Linked DNA regions of Mus musculus: region 1 is linked to region 2. The links are chromatin contacts, called in public promoter capture Hi-C maps. All regions are on one chromosome and are shown on one strand. Each heading gives the region's core, a stretch centred on a gene start, on an enhancer-like site or on the middle of the called end of the contact. The rest is flanking DNA. Distances are from core to core; before and after follow the strand shown. Region 1 holds the start of Zmym5 (zinc finger, MYM-type 5). Region 2 holds the start of Cdh24 (cadherin-like 24).

The links. Promoter capture Hi-C pulls out the DNA fragments that hold promoters and counts their contacts.
Region 1: a promoter capture Hi-C map of liver shows a contact between it and region 2, with 5 times the contacts expected there. The contact joins the promoter of Zmym5 here to the promoter of Cdh24 in region 2. A contact is called at or near these places in 4 of 39 promoter capture datasets (hippocampal neurons, liver and pre-B cells).

What each region holds. Positions count from the first base shown.
Region 1 is chr14:56,810,102-56,812,904 of GRCm38.p6, reverse strand. Zmym5 (zinc finger, MYM-type 5) reads left to right here and starts at 1,441. Exons shown (of 8, transcript NM_001253753.1): 1 at 1,441-1,571; 2 at 2,046-2,165. 2410022M11Rik (RIKEN cDNA 2410022M11 gene) reads right to left here and starts at 916. Exons shown (of 1, transcript NR_152252.1): 1 at 1-916.
Region 2 is chr14:54,640,041-54,642,884 of GRCm38.p6, reverse strand. It overlaps Cdh24 (cadherin-like 24), which reads left to right and starts at 1,521. Exons shown (of 12, transcript NM_199470.2): 1 at 1,521-1,664. It overlaps Acin1 (apoptotic chromatin condensation inducer 1), which reads left to right. Exons shown (of 19, transcript NM_023190.3): 19 at 1-724. The coding sequence ends at 157.

The DNA.
Region 1 (2,803 bases), core at 192-2,691, 2.2 Mb before region 2:
CAGGGCGAGGTGCATTTCTTAGGTTACAGGGAGTCCTGGAAATCCGGCACCAAGTCTTCTGCCAAAGACATGGGTATAGACGAGGAACAAAAGACCCTCGTGCCGCCCTCCAGCGGCTCCGCTCCGAATGCGTCCGGTGGGACTCCCATTAGAGGGTCACTGCCCACGGAGCCAGGATGAAGCGAAGGGCACGCGATGGCCCGAGGCCCGGCAAACGTGGAGGACAGGCGCCGGGCAGGCCGGAGAGCGCGTGCTCGGCCAGGCACCGACGGCCAAGGCCAGACAGCCCAGGTCCCAGGGGCGCGAGCCCGCTAAGGGAGCCCGGGGCTCCATCTTGCCCGGCGGCAGTCTGGGGTCACCACTGTCCTGTGGCCCCGCCGCAATCTCGGCGCGCAAACTCTTGGCGGCCGAGGACAAGGCCTATGGTAGAGCGCGATCGGACTCGTTCCGGGCCAAGTTTCTCGTCCCCACGGGTTCGGTTCTGATGGGCCCCAAGTTCTCCCAACAGATCCCACAAAATGGAGGCCGACGTCTCCTCCCGCCGCAGCCATGGCGGAGGTGGGACACCCTTCCCACGGGCCAGGCAAGGTGGAAGCGCCTGCACGGCCGCCAGCGCACCAGTCCCCTTGCGGCCGCGGCCGGGCTCGCCCCCTCGGTCCGCCGCAGGCATTGCCGGGCTCGCCAGTCGCCGGGGTCTTGGGGGCCTGGACAGGGAGGACGCCGGGACATCGAGGCCGCGTCTCTCCTCGAGCAGAGTCGCAAAGGGCCGTGGCGACCGTCTGGAGGCCGAGACCCAGTGTCCCGATCCCGGGCCCACCGGAAGCCTCGACGAATATCGCCCGCCCCCAGGGCCGAAGCGCGAGCCGAACTGCGGGCAGCGCCACTCGGGCTCCTGACCCGGGCAGACCCCGCGAGTGGGGGCGGGGCGGGGGCACGGAGGGAGGGCGGAAGAGAGGGAGGGCCGGCCCAGCCCGGGGCTGGCGGCGGGGGGGGGGGGGGGGGGGGCCGGCAGGCCCGAGGGCGTGGCCCAGGTCTGACGGACAGCCGCCGTGACTACCTCACCGAGGAGGGTCCTGAAAGAAGGCCGACTGGGCCAATGGAGCCTGCCCGAGGCATTCCGTGCCGCCCACGCCATCAGCCAATGAGCGTGCGGAGGGCGGGGCCTCCCCGGGCCCCGCCGTGCCACCGCCTCCTCTGCCTCCTCCTCACCAGCGCTAAAGCCGGGACTGGACCGAGCGGAGTTGTGCGTGTCGCCGAAGGGGGGTGGGCCGGGGGAGGGGAGGTTCGTTCCGCGGAGCTGCAGCCAGAACCCGGTGAGGCTTCTCCCCGCCGTCTTTCCTGTCGAGGGCCGCGGAGAGTGGGGGTGGCTGGGAGCAGCGCAGCCTCGGGAGGAGGAGGCGGAGGCGGGGGCGACTGGGGAGGCGGAGATGGGTGAGGGCAGCGTCGGGAGCCTCCCACCGAGCCGGGCTTAACAGCCCGCGGCGGCCGGTGTCGCGGCTGCTGCGTCGGGGCCTGAGGGTGCGCTGGGGGCCGCGCTGATGTCCAGGGCGGCTTCGCGTGCGGCCGGAGGGGTGAGGGAGCGCGGGCGCGGCAGGGCTGGCTGGGTGAGGCGGCCGCGGGGCGGGGAGCGCGAGAGCCTCCGGGTGCGGGCGGCAGCGGCCGGAGGTCGAAGAGTGTTTTCCTTTCTGTGCTGCGAGCGGGCGGGCGGGTCGGGGAGGGGCCCTTTGGCCCTCCCGCCCGGGGGCCGCACTCCCACCCTGTCTGTTCAACCGACACCCCAAGTTTTCCGTGTTAAGGGGCGTCCTCTTACGTCCCGCGGCGTTTTCTCTCTCTCTCTTTTTTTTTTTTTTTGGGTCGGTCTGTCGCAGCTTTTAATCTTATTTGAGCCAGTTTCTAATGGCTGACCTGGTGCCTGTCGCGGGCTACTGAGGAGTTAGGCCCTAATCAAGTGCTTGCGGCAAATGGGACCCAATTGTTGAACCTCTCCCGGGTCGGATTTGTACTTGAGTGGTAACTACTTAGGAGAAATGTGAATCCCTTTCTAGATTCGAGGACGCGTTTACTCTTCGACTCAGCTGCGCGCTCTACTCATAATTCTGAAACTGGAAAGAACATATGAGCTTGGCCTGCTGTCGTTTAGTTGATCTATTGTTTATTTGGAGAAGGTTGGTAGAACAGCTTGGGAATAACTTCACCTTGACTTATTTATTTCCTTTGGCGTTCAGGGTTTGGTGCTACCTCGGAGCTGTTGATGTTCACTGTATGTATGTGTTTTGGGTGTTTGTTTGTAAATTTCTTTTTATACTAGGATCTTCAAGCTACTTTGGTGAAGGATTTGACAGGAATAAGGAAAACATCTCCATTGTGAGTCATTTTGCGTAGCTTTCCTGCTTAAACCACTAGGATAGACTTTTCTATTTTGTCGAAGTGAAGAGTTGCTGCCTGAGTGATTTCTGCTGAGAAAGCCAAGCCAGTGTGATCTGTAGTGTGTTAGTGGGTACTACTAACATGGCTGTCTTCTCAGATTCCTAAATAAGACTATGTTCTTAGTCATAAGATGCTGTGCACTTAACATTTTTGTGTTCCTTTCTAGGAGATTTCTTTAATTTCTTGTATTTTTAAACCACTAAGCAGTTATTTATTTTTGAAAAAGCTTGTTTGTTTGTTTGTTTAAAATGTTTTCACCATTGCTCTCTTCAGACACACCAGAAGAGGGCATCAGACCCCATTATAGATGGTTGGGAGCCACTATGTGGTTGCTGGGATTGAACTCAGGACCTCTAGAAGAGTAGTCAGTGCTCTT
Region 2 (2,844 bases), core at 272-2,771:
GAGGGACAGGGAGAGAGAGCGGGACAGGGGTGACCGAGAGCGGGAGAGGGAGCGAGACCGAGACCGAGGCAGGGAGAGGGATCGCAGAGACACCAAGCGCCACAGCAGAAGCCGGAGTCGAAGCACACCTGTACGGGACCGGGGTGGGCGCCGCTAGCCAAGAAAACACTAGAGAGCTGCAGGTACCTGCCACTTGGTCCTGGGAGGTCAAAGGCCACAGAGGGATAGGTACAGTCACCACCACCCTGGAACCAAGGGTCTCACACCATTGCTCAGTGCTGAACTATAACTGCCACACGTCCCCTCATATCAAATGGAGCAGTGGCAATCTCCCTGTTCCCCAACCTAACTCTTGGAACTTGGCCCTCTCCTTTCTTCCTGTTAAGTCTGAGAGGGAAGAGCTAGGCTATGAAGGGAAGATGTGGCCGTACGTGGGAATAACCAGTGTCCCACGCTCATTTTCCCTCCATCCTGCGTTCCGCCTCCCTTGGTACTCAGCCTTTTGGGGACAGCTGGGGCCAGGACTGGGTCACCTATGAGCTGAATCAGCCTCTCCTGAGTCCCAGGCCCCTGCAGTCCCCTGTTCTCTGGCCTGCAGTCTCTTGCCCGCTGGTTCCACTTTATAGCCACCTTTTCCTTTTGTTCAATTTTTATTTTTATTTTTTTTATTATTAAATGATGTGGTCTATGGAAAAATAAAAATCTGACTTAGTTTTGACTAGCATTTGAGTGCCTTTCCTTGGGAAGAGTTTGGGTGAAAGGGGAAGGTGAATGGCTGTGACGGTGGGCATCTGCGTTCTTCTGGGGCAGCGGCCTTCCTCGGGAACCTTCATCCCCACTTTGTCTCTAATCAGTCCAAAGCTGTATGTCTTTTTACTCTGGGAAATAGGGTGGCCTGTTTCTTTTGCAGTACCCCAACAGCCGGCAGGGTCGGCCTCCCGGTCCCCCTGCACAATTAGGCATTTGGTCGCCCTTCAAGGTGCTTCCCACAACTGCCACCAGGGGGTGCACACACTCTTTAGATCTTGCAAAGAGCTTCCCCAAAAAAGGTTCTCACTGCCCACCGTTATCTTTCCCCTGTCCCTGGCGAGCTCCCTAGACTCCTGCTTCCCCTGCCATCCTGAAGTTCACCCTAGCTGACTGAACTCGCCGTCGTGACCCGCACAAGGTCCTGAGTCGGTAGCCTCGCAGCCGCACCCGAATCCAGAACGTGAAGCCGGGTCTCCCGCAGTGCTCTCCCAGCGCCCCGCCTCACGGTGTGCCTCCGCAGGTGCTGTGCTGGCCGATCGTGTTGAGTCTCCTCCGCCAGGCCCTGGGAATAATAGCCTAGCCGTGCTACCCCTGTACCTTGCCGTGCTGCGGGCTGGCCCGGGAGGGGCCCCGCATCTGTATGCGCCCAGCAGCCCGGGAGCCGCGGGGGCGGGGACTGGCTGGGGAGGGTCGGAGGCAGGGCTCTCCTCTCCCGCGCGAGCCGCCTCTCCTCGGCAGGCGGAGCCTCCTTCCCCCGCCCCCTCCGTCTCGCTCCCTTGTTCTCGCCGGGGCCGCTCAGACCTGCAGCGGAGCCGCGGCGCCGGCTTGGATCGGCTTGGGGCTGTGCCCCCGGGAGCCAGCGACGGAGGCGGGCGGGGCGCTGTTCGCGGTCCCGGGCCCCTCGGTAGTGCCAGGTAAGGGCGCCTGCCCGGGTCGGGAATCCTCGCGGGGGCAGCGGGGGGTCCGCAGCTTGCGGTGCGCTCTGGCTGAGAGCCGTGCCGGCTCGGTTCTCCCGCGCTCTGCTCTCTCCCATCTCACACACCTCTCTCCCTTTGCCTCCCGATTTTTCTTCACCCTTCCGCCTCTCTGCCCCTTCTCTCTCCCTCTTGCCCTGTCTCTTCCCACCTCTTCTGCCTTTTTCTTCCTTTACCTTTCTCCTCTTTTCCCGCTCTCCTTTCCTCTCTCTCATTACCTCCCTCTCCTTTCCTCTCCTCTCCTCGTTCCCTCCTGCTATCCTGTTTCCCCACTCCTCCGTTTCCTTCCTTCTCTCCTCTTCGTCCCGCCTACCTCTCTGGTCCCCTGCTGCCCTCTGGCTTCTTTTCTCTGGGGAGCAAACGGCCTGTCAGGTGTGTGTCTGCTCTGGGGAAGGAGGAGGGGCACAGCTACCTGACCATGGGCCCCTTCAGGAGGAGGGAGAGAAATGGGAAGGGTCCTCTCTCTCCACCTCCTTTCCCGCAGCCCCTCCCTACCTCTACTGCTCCTAGTAGCTTACTCTACCAGAATGAAGTTCCGAGGCCTGATCTCACACACACACACACATACACACACACACAGAGAGAGAGAGAGAGAGAGAGAGAGAGAGAGAGAGAGAGAGAGAGAGAGAGAGAGAGAGAGAGAGAGAGAGAGAGAGAGAGAGAGAGAGAAAGGTTCACCTGCCCCTACCAGTTCCCAAGCCTGGTACCCAGGACTCCTCTCTGCCTTTCAGACACTCAGGCTGCTTCCCTGATGTCTTTGCTTTTCTCTCTTGCTGCCCTTCTCTCTCCGTGGTCTGTCTGTTTCTCATCTGGTCTTCCCCATCTGCCAGACCCTCCCAGATTCTTGGCCCCAAGCCTTCAATCACGCTGTCTCTGGCCCCTGGGTCAGCCTCCACTTCACCTCTCTTGGTCCCCCTGCACTGCCTGCAGCCCTGTTCCCAATTCTTCCAGATGTAGCCCCACTCTGTTCCCTTAGACCAATTCCCCTTAAAGACCGAGACTGGCAGAATGGGCTGGAGACAGTCTGGAGACGTGGGGTTCCTCAGGGGCAGGGGAGGCTTTCCTGAGTCCAGCCCGACTCAAGCTGCACTCACTCCTTGTCTTTGAGCCTGACCCTCTG